Linked DNA regions of Mus musculus: region 1 is linked to region 2. The links are chromatin contacts, called in public HiCAR-type maps. All regions are on one chromosome and are shown on one strand. The core of a region is the stretch at or near the end of the contact, and the rest is flanking DNA. Distances in the headings are between cores, read along the strand shown. Region 1 overlaps Rora (RAR-related orphan receptor alpha). Region 2 overlaps Rora (RAR-related orphan receptor alpha).

Region 1 (4,986 bases), core at 2,379-4,878, 240 kb before region 2:
TAAAGTTAAAAAATACTTAAAAGAAAACCAAATATAGAAGAAGTATAACCATATTGATTAATCTTTGACTCATGGTCCATGCAGATCCTTTCATCACCCCCTTGCTTATTTGAGAGATACACAAGGCAGGAGCCACACAAGTGTCAACAAAGAGGATGATGTAGGTCAAGGATGTCTATATCATGGGATAACACAAATCTCAGAGAAGGATGTTCTAGCAGCATGAAGCAAGGGAAGCAGAAGGATACAAAATGCCAGAGAATAATCTTTGCCAAAAAAGAAGAAGCACATTGAAAAGACAGATCGAAAATATATACACTAAATTAATTAGAGTGGTTATTTCCAGGAGATAGGAAATGATGGGTCACTTTCTCATTGCCCTGCCTATGTCTCCTAAAATACCTACAATAAAGGTATATAAATAAAATTTTAATCATGAGAAAAAGGCTAGTATGGAAACACCCATTTCAAAGGGCTACTGGGTAGATAAAATGAAACAATGAATGGGAACGCTTATTCAGAATCGCTTTGTTTTTCTTTGTTTTGATTGTTTCAGGTATCTCGTTGTGAGGCCCCGTTTCTCATGGCAACTGCTAATTGCAGCCTTGACCTTTCCTAGGGGACAGTGGTGACAGAGCTAGCTGCTTTCACGAGGGTCTACAGTGCTGTGTAATTGGGTAAAGAGTTAGCCTAACCAGACTTTACATCAGAAAAATTATCCCTGCTTAACTCAGTACGCTTTATGCAGTGCTCTGCAATGAAGGCAGGAAAGAGGTAGGCACTGTCTAGGTTTTGATTCCTGGGAAAACTAGCATCTTTATCTACCAGTCCGAAGTCTGCTAATGTTCACAGAGAGATACATTTAATGCTCACCATACCGGAAGGTCTCTAGAGAAGCACAGAACAGAAAATTGAGTTTGTGGACGTGGCAGGACTTAGAAGGCAAAACACAGTGCTAATCACAAGGCCTTCCTGAGTGGCCTTGAAAAGGAACAAGGGGGAGAGAGAGGGAGAGAGCAGCTTTCAGTTCAGACAGGACACAATGGGAAATATTCCTGAATGAAACAGTATCATGATTGGCATTTGATTTAGCATGGGAAAAGGGCACAATGTATCAAAGTCTTGCCAAAGACTGCTTGGGTATTGACGTATGAGAGTTCACCTATTGTTGACCTGTTGATGAGCGTGGGTGAATCGGAAGTTCACTGATTGACCAGACTGGCTAGAGACCTATGCCCCCTGGGATCAAGTTCACTGATTGACCAGACTGGCTAGAGACCTACGCCCCCTGGGATCCTCCTGTCTGTGCCTCCTCAGACCTGAATTATAAATGCACAGCATCACATTTTTTCCCCTTTTCTTTTCTATGTAGGTTTTGGGAATCTCAGACTGTGCATGCTTGCATAGAAAACACTGTATTGGCTCAGCTGACTTCCTTCCTTCCTTCCTTCCTTCCTTCCTTCCTTCCTTTCCTTTCCTTTCTTTCTTTCTTTCCTTTCTTTCTCTCTCTCCCTCCCTCCCTCTCCCTCCCTCTCTCTTTCCCTCTCCCCCCTCTCTTTCTTTCTTTCTTTCTTTCTTTCTTTCTCTCTCTCTCTGTCTCTGTCTCTCTCCCTCCCTCCCTCCCTCCCTCCGTCCCTCCCTCTCTCTCTCCCTCCCTCCCTCCCCTCCCTCCCTCCCTCCCTCCCTCCCTCCCTCCCTCCCTCCCTCCCTCCCTCCCTCCCTCCCTTCCTTCCTTCCTTCCTTCCTTCCTTCCTTCCTTCCTTGTTCTTACAAACAGGGCCTCATGTAGGCCATGCTTGTCTCACACTCACAATATAGCCAAGGATGACCTTGAACTTTCTGATGTTCCTCTGTCTCCATTTCCAGGGACTGTAAGTGTGTGCCATCGCCCCCATCTTACCGGGTGCTGAGGATTGAACCCAGGATTCAGTGCAAGCAAGGCAAGTACTCTACTAGACTATATCCCTAGTCCCTGAATATTTCATAATAGAAAGATAATTTTAGCTAGAAAGGGATGGCCAGAAAACTGAGAAGCCATGCCTCCCTCACAGGAAGTGTGAGTGATTCCTGCCTGGGCTGTGAACATCGTGGAATTTCCTCAGCAGCTGAAGAAGGTGTTACTAGGGCAGTTCCAATACCTTGGGAAGTAGTTACAGAGACACCCTGTACACAATATTCATTTAAGGGCACAGGAGATGGCTCAGTTTGTAAAGGTACATGCAACTAAGCCTGAAGAGGAGAGTTCAATCCCCAGGACCCTCATGGTAAGAGAGAACCAACTCTAGTTGTCCTCTGACCTCTGCACATGTGCTGTGGTATATACACACATGCATGTGCACAAACACACACACACACACACACACACACACACACACATTTAAAGAAACATTCCTTTATCTTTATTTATGGAAATAATTTCATCCTCTCTTCTTTAAATTCTTGTTTGTAATGAGGTCTTAGTCTTTCAAATCTTGACTTTGTCAACTAGGATAGGTCTTAGGAACATAGCTTAGTTTGTACTGGAATTTGTTATGTCCCAGTGAAAGAAGCATAAAACCGCAAAGGGGGGGGGGGTTGGGATATCCAAAATGCAATTTTCAGAATGTGTCCCTGTCACTGGGGAATGTGTGACCACAGTGCCCCCTGCAAACATCTCGATTTTCCTACTTGTGTTCCAAAGCTGCTGCCACATGACCTAAGTATTCCCAATAATCTTCGAGTGATGACGTTGGTACTGTCCCTCTTGACATGGATGAAACCCATGCCTCAGTTTCCAAGGTAACAACCTAAAAAACAAGTCACCCCAGAGGCCATAACTGGTAAAGCTGGAAGCTTTGAACCCAGACACATGGAACATTCCGGCTAAGTCAGCTTCCTCTTGACTTTGAATATTCCCCTTAACACTCCATATTTCATGTCCTGTTCGAAAGGGCGCTTTGAATGCAGCTTGAAAAGTGACAGGGAAGGAGCAGGCAAACTTTCAGAATTTTATCACCAGTAATGAAAGCAGAAGTGACTCACCAGAGCAAGTGAGACTCAGCCAGGGGTCTCAGCCACAGAGCCAGCCAGCCCCAGATAACAGGTGTGGCCTCTGGGACCACTGGACTGCAGATGAGCCACTGGGCTGCAAAGAATTCCTTCACTTTGGCACTGATATGAGTCCTTTTTCTTCTTCTTCTTCTTCTTCTTCTTCTTCTTCTTCTTCTTCTTCTTCTTCTTCTTCTTCTTCTTCTTCTTCTTCTTTCTTCTTCTTCTTCTTCTTTTTCTTCTTCTTCTTCTTCTTCTCCTTCTTCATATTATTATTATTATTTACTATGTAGAGTCTTAGAGCCTTACTGTGAGCCATCATTTTATTATAGTTTTATAATGACAGGAAGATACTGTATGGGTGGAATTGTCAACTGCTACTTCTTCTCATGGAGGCATTCAAAGTAAAAGGCTCCTTTATCTCCAGGAGTCGTCCTCTCCTAATGGGAATAATTCTTTTAGCCTGCACTCAGTATGCAACTAAAGAGTAAAGTATCAAAAAAAAAAAAAGAGTAAAGTATCAAGCACTGGGTGGGTCCTGTGGGAATAGGTCCTCCCAGCTGGCCCTCCCAACATTTGATTCATTGACCAGAGTTCTACTTTCTTTCTGCTTAGGGAAAAAAAAAAAAGGACATTCCTGAGAAATTAAGTTAACTATTAGCCAAATCCCCACAAGCTGCTGGCTTGGATTACATAACAACTCTGTAATTCCAGCAGCTAAGAACAGGAAGCCAGCACATTCTCAGATTTCTCCCACTCCTCTCTCTCTCTCTCTCTCTCTCTCTCTCTCTCTCTCTCTCTCTCTCTCTCTCTCCATGTATGTGCATGCACTGTGTATGTGTTCCTGTGTGTGCATGTGTTTGTAGAAGCCACGGATCAGTCTACAGTGTCATTCCTTGGACACTGTCTGCCTTTTAAATTTTACTTACTGTGTGTGTGTGTGTGTGTGTGTGTGTGTGTGTGTGTGTGTGTGTGTGAGTCCTCTTGTGCATGTCTGTGCCATGTTGTGATCCTGTGTAAGTTAGAGCCTACAGGAGTTGGTTCCCTCCTTCCACTATGTGGGTCCTTAGGATTGAACTCAGGTTGTCAGGCAAGTGTCCTTATTCACCGAGCCACCTCCCTGGCCTTGCCTAGCTTTTAACGACAGTTTCTCACAGAGTGGGCATTAGTCCAGGAAGCTAGAGGGCTGGCTGTCGAACCTTGGGGGTCCTCCTGGGTCTGCCTCCTCAGCCCATGGCCCCACTCCTGGCTTCATTATGTGAGTGCTGCAATCAAACCCAAGCCCCCATGTTTGCATTCAACTCATTGAGCCTTCTCCAGCCTATTTCTCAGATTTCTGCTCATTTTCCTGTCCTTTTTTTCTGCCTACCCTTCTCCCAGCCCCAGCTCCTCCTGCCTTAAGCAGCCTAATGGGCTCTTATTTATTCCTAGACTTTTTTTTTTTTTTTAGAGCTGTGAGATGCATCCTTTTATACTACATGATAGCCTGGCTTCACTGAATACCTGATGTCTGTGACTCTCATCTGAGCCACAGAACATTCTCAGAGCCCAGACTCTAGAACGTGCTCTGGCAATCATTCATGCACCAAACTGTTGTTCCAGGACCACGGAACACATTATTTCTGCTGTGGAAGAAAATGGTGAGGGGAAGCTAGGGCAAAGGTAAGACCTGGTTGTCCTAAAATGGATAGAACCAGAGAGGCAGCTTTATTCCCCAGGGATTGAGTCTGGACTCCTCTGGGTTTGGAACTAAATTGATGTAACACGAGCCAGCTCTCTCTTTAACCTGAGACGACTAGGTAAATCCGACCTGCTTCTGGGGTGGGGAACCAGCATGGGAAACTGGTTCCTGGGTTTCTAAAAGATTTGTACCAGTAGAAAAGTGGGGATCTCCCGGTTTCTAGGGGTGACTATCTGTTCTCACTTACAAGCAGCTGCCAGGCTGAAAAGGAGGAGATG
Region 2 (4,454 bases), core at 238-2,737:
TGGCTTGCCTGTGCTCAGGAAGCAGGCTGGGCCTGCACTAACAAGGTCCCTGCCAGTTAACAAGGCTGTTGCCTGCCTTACGAAGGAGCTACTGTCCAGAGCCTGCCTCCTGCTGGACTAGTAGATGTTAAATACAGTATAGGTCATGAAGCAGACATTGTCCAAGTTTTTTCTTTCCCAGTGCCATCAAGAGACTAGGCAGCTCTTTTCAAACTTAGCAAGGAGAATCTCTGAGGCTTTATTCAAACACAAATTGCTGGCCCAAACTCTGAAATATTTGACTTGAAACCCTTGGGCAAGGATAAAGAATTTATATTTCACACTCAGATGATGGTGATATGACCGCTCAAAGAATTTCACTCTGTGAACCATGATATCAGGAAGCATCACCCTTGTCTATAGATTTGGCCCCATTAAAATGAATCCCTCACACTGGGGAGATGGGCCAGTCAGTCAAGGGCTTGCCTTAAAATCATGAGAATTAGCCTGACAGTGGTGGCGCATGCCTTTAATCCCAGCATTATGGATGCAGTGACAAGTAGATCTCTGAGTTTGAGGCCAGTCTGGTCTACAGAGTGAGTTCTAGGACAGCCAAGGCTACACAGAGAAATCCTGTCTTGAAAAACCAAAACAAACAACAACAACAACAACACCCCATCCCCAAACACACACAGCAAAATCAATGAGAACTGGAGTTTGGTCATCGGAACCCACATTTAAAAGCCAGGCAAGTGCTTAGATAGAGTGCTTGTAATCTTAGCACTGGTGAGGCCAAAAGTAGGATCCCTTGGGCCTGCTGGTTAGCAAGTGTAGCCTTGTAGACCAAGTCCAGGCTAGTGAGTGTCTCAAAAGTAAGGTTTGCCTAGAGAGTGACACCCAAGGATGACCTCTGGTTCCCAGACTAATTTGAACACACGCACACGCACACGCACACACACACACACTATAAAAATTGAGTTCCCTACTTTACCACAGAAACTATCTTTCTTTCTATACTGTTGGCTCCACTGTCCATTTCTCACCTAGAACAACAACAACAAAAAAAAAATCAGCCCTTCAATTGCACAGCCAAGCTTGACTTGACTAAGCCTTAACTACGTGCCAGGCACTGTTCTAAATCCTTAACACATTATTAGCTCATTTAATCCACATAATTCTATGCAATAGGTACCACGATTATCCCCATTTTAGAAATAATAAATCCCACAGGGGGCCCTTAGGAAATACTTTCTGAATGAATGAAGGCAGGCAGGCAGGCTCGGGAAGCATTTATACCATGTGCTACGGAAGCTTGTTACCATGCCAAGGGAAGCCATCAGAAAGTGAAGAACTGGCTTGTCAACCAGTTGTTTGTTCCTGTACGACACCAAATAACCCATGTGCCTGCCATTGGCTGCCTACTCTGGCTCTGTGTAGACATCTCCTCACTGGGAGGGAAGCCAGAGTTAATCTCTCACAAAGGGTGGTTTAATAATAACCAGACACTGGAGGCGAACAGAAAGGAACACAGTGATCCCACGCAACCCCAGGAAAATGGACTATTCGGGCTCACAGTGTGTGCACTGCCAACTGGGGAGGGCCCCTGGGGCTGCCTGAGGTTTCTTAATTTTTATTCTAAAAATAGCCTAAGCAGGTGTCCCTCCTGGTTATCCCCGAATGCACCACTGCAAGCATCCACAGATGCCTATCACTCTAAAACAACACTAACGCTCCCATTGGAATGGAAACCAGGTCATCTCTGAAAGACTATAAATGGACAGCCCCTCTCTCTCTATTACTTATTAATGTTTCCCGCCTTTTGCTCAACCAGCCTTGAGGCCCAAACAGAGAAACACACCCTACATAAAGTTACCAGTACAGATAAATAAAACATCAGACTCAAACTGGTAGCTTTATCCTCCCCTGCTGGAGCAGGGTAGGCTGCACTGCTAGACACTACACACACAGCGATCCTCAAAGTGCAGCCCTTGGAGAACTAAGGGATGCACTCTTCCCAGAAGTTACTCATCTTTGCCTCTGTGGACGATTGCTCTTGTCTGCTATGGATGGCGTGAGGTGATCACAGAGTGATTCGCAACCCGAGTCCCTTGGAGTTGGACAAAGCAAGGTTGGCATTGCTGATGAAGAGCCTCCCCATACAATATGCATGCTCTGTGGCTACTCAGCCTCGAGAGTCACCGAGGAAATACCAGCCGCAAGGAAATGTGTGCGAGAGAAGAATCAGAGTCGCTCTGTAAAGTTCCATAGAGATGTAATTATGCAGGATCCAAGCCTATCTGATGTGGCGACCCTGGCATCCATCACTCCAGGGAGCCCTCTGGGTCAAGGGGAGAGCCATGCCCAAAGCAGTATTATTCTCTCTACCTCCTCTAGCTGCTTACAAACAGTTCTTGCTTCACTGGAACAAAGTCTTGGAACAAGGTCTCAGTGTAGCCCAGCCTGGTGTGAGGCAACTTGAGGGGCTATTCTGATGGAGAGACTTGGTGTCACTCTTGGCACCAGGGTATGTCTCTTCATAACTCACCAGGATGGAGAAACAGAGAGAACCACACATCTATCAGGTCTTCTGCCTTAATGAAAACCTGGTACTCTCTTCTTCACACAGTGGCTATAGAGGGGAGAAACCTAGCCTGGCATTTTCTCGGTAATGGTCTCAATCAGTGTAGAAGAGCATTGCAGTGCGGAAGACAGCATTCCAACTGCTGTGGATGGAAGAATTGGTGCTCAGAGGTGTGAGTATTTAAAGGCGTGGGCCCCAGCGGGGGCACTGTTTGGGGAGGTGGGATATAGCTTTGCTGGAGGAAGCCCGTCTTTAGAGATGGACTTTGAGAGTTCCTATCCTCCCCCTACTTCCAGTTCAATTTCTTGGATTCGCATTTGCACTTGAAGATGTGATCTCTCAGCTTCCTTCTGCAGTTGCCAATGCCATGGACCCCCTCTTTTAGTATGCAAAACCCAGATAAACTCTTTTATCTTTACACTGCTTTTGGTCGTGGCATTTTTGTCAAAGTGATGGAAAATTAATCAATACAACTATCCACTCCAATCAGCCCCCAGCAGATACTACGTAGAGTGCCCCACCAGACTGGCTGTACTTCAGCAAGGGGCACTGCTTGGGTATTTGTCTTAAACTTCATCATTTTCTTGTGCAAAGAATTAAATGCCTCCAAAAAAACATAAAATAAAGAATGAATGCCTCTTAGGTTGTTCAAGACAAAAGCTAGCCAATAATGGCGAAATATGCAAGACAGGCATTTTGGTGGGGCAGGAGACAGTGCTAAAAACTCCAGATGCCAAGAACCACGTCTGAAGCCAGCCAAATCAAGTCACGCCCGTGCATAGAAAGTACTTCCACCATGAGCTTTGGTTATTGCGGGGGAGTTGTTTTGGGAAAAAACCCTGTAAATATTTACTAATTATGGGCCAGGAGCCCTACAGAATGGTCAGTGTGGACTGTCAAGTTCATCCTAATAACTTTATGAAGAATATTCCATTAGGGCAGACCCACAAAAACAGAGGCAAATAGCTGCCAAGTGGCAAAACTGGAATGTGAACTCAGGAATACCCAGAATGCCTCTCCTCTACCATCTGGCCTTCTGTTGAGCCTACTGCAGTCAAGATAGCCAGTGCAGGAATTTGATTTTTTTTCTTTCCCCTAGAAATCAGCACAGCGCTGGATCATGGCTATCGCTGAAGAGTTATCTTTCTCTGAACAATTATTATTGTTCATCTCATAAGGCCCTAATCTTGGCACAAAAGCCATCATCCTCATTTGATTGAAAGGCCAAGGTCTTTCAACCTTGAGGAAACTTAAAATACCAAACTGCCTTAAGTTACCAAGCCAAACAGGAAAGGTGTGACTAATTGGCTCAAAGCCTCAAAGACTCCATTTTCCATGTATTAGGAGAAAGGAATATGTGGTTGGTCTTTACAATGTACCCTTGGAAATGACTCCTCTACTGTCTAAACTAACACAACAGTGTCTGGCATCTGACCAAAACATGGTCAGGTGCAACTGGAAGAGTCCTGAACCAGATCACTTGGTCTAAAGCTGTAGGACCAACAAGTGCTATCATATGTATGACCTTGAGAGGATTACCACTCATACCATCTCAGATGCCATGAGACAAGCTGGGAGGGTGATGTTTATACTAACATGACACAAAGCATTATGTTTCAGGGGCTCATGGTAGGACCAAGCAAGATAATGTACGTAAAAACTCATTCAATAGCAAAGGTGGTCCAAAAAACCATTCCTTGGTGGTTCATTACGCTCTGTGAACCCCACAGCAAGGGCAGTATCCTGACATCCTCTGGTGAGGGACAGAAACTGGAGGTTCAAAGAGAAAGAAGTGACAGAGCAGAATTCTCAGCTAGTTTGTTCTGGCTCATGATTTTTCAAAAGGCTGACCATACCCTGAGATGGTGAGTATTGATTGTCAATTTGACAGAAT

The links. HiCAR-type assays count read pairs that join an accessible place to other places.
Region 1: a HiCAR-type map of kidney shows a contact between it and region 2, with 2.6 times the contacts expected there. The contact joins two enhancer-like sites. A contact is called at or near these places in 1 of 39 promoter capture datasets (liver), 1 of 484 Hi-C or Micro-C datasets (liver), 2 of 115 datasets of contacts at active chromatin or transcription factors (fibro-adipogenic progenitors and kidney) and 1 of 9 other capture datasets (adipose tissue).

The regions. Positions count from the first base shown.
Region 1 is chr9:69,180,308-69,185,293 of GRCm38.p6, reverse strand. All of the region lies in intron 1 of Rora (RAR-related orphan receptor alpha), which reads right to left. Among named protein-coding and RNA genes, the nearest start is that of Gm46153, 120 kb to the left of the region's middle. Within about 2 kb of position 3,628, at least 24 of the 459 cell types and tissues checked have an H3K27ac peak or open chromatin away from gene starts, as enhancers often do. A contact at or near this core is called in fibro-adipogenic progenitors and kidney, where this site is marked.
Region 2 is chr9:68,938,239-68,942,692 of GRCm38.p6, reverse strand. The region is part of intron 1 of Rora (RAR-related orphan receptor alpha); the gene reads right to left. Among named protein-coding and RNA genes, the nearest start is that of Gm31262, 120 kb to the right of the region's middle. Within about 2 kb of position 1,487, at least 55 of the 459 cell types and tissues checked have an H3K27ac peak or open chromatin away from gene starts, as enhancers often do. A contact at or near this core is called in fibro-adipogenic progenitors and kidney, where this site is marked.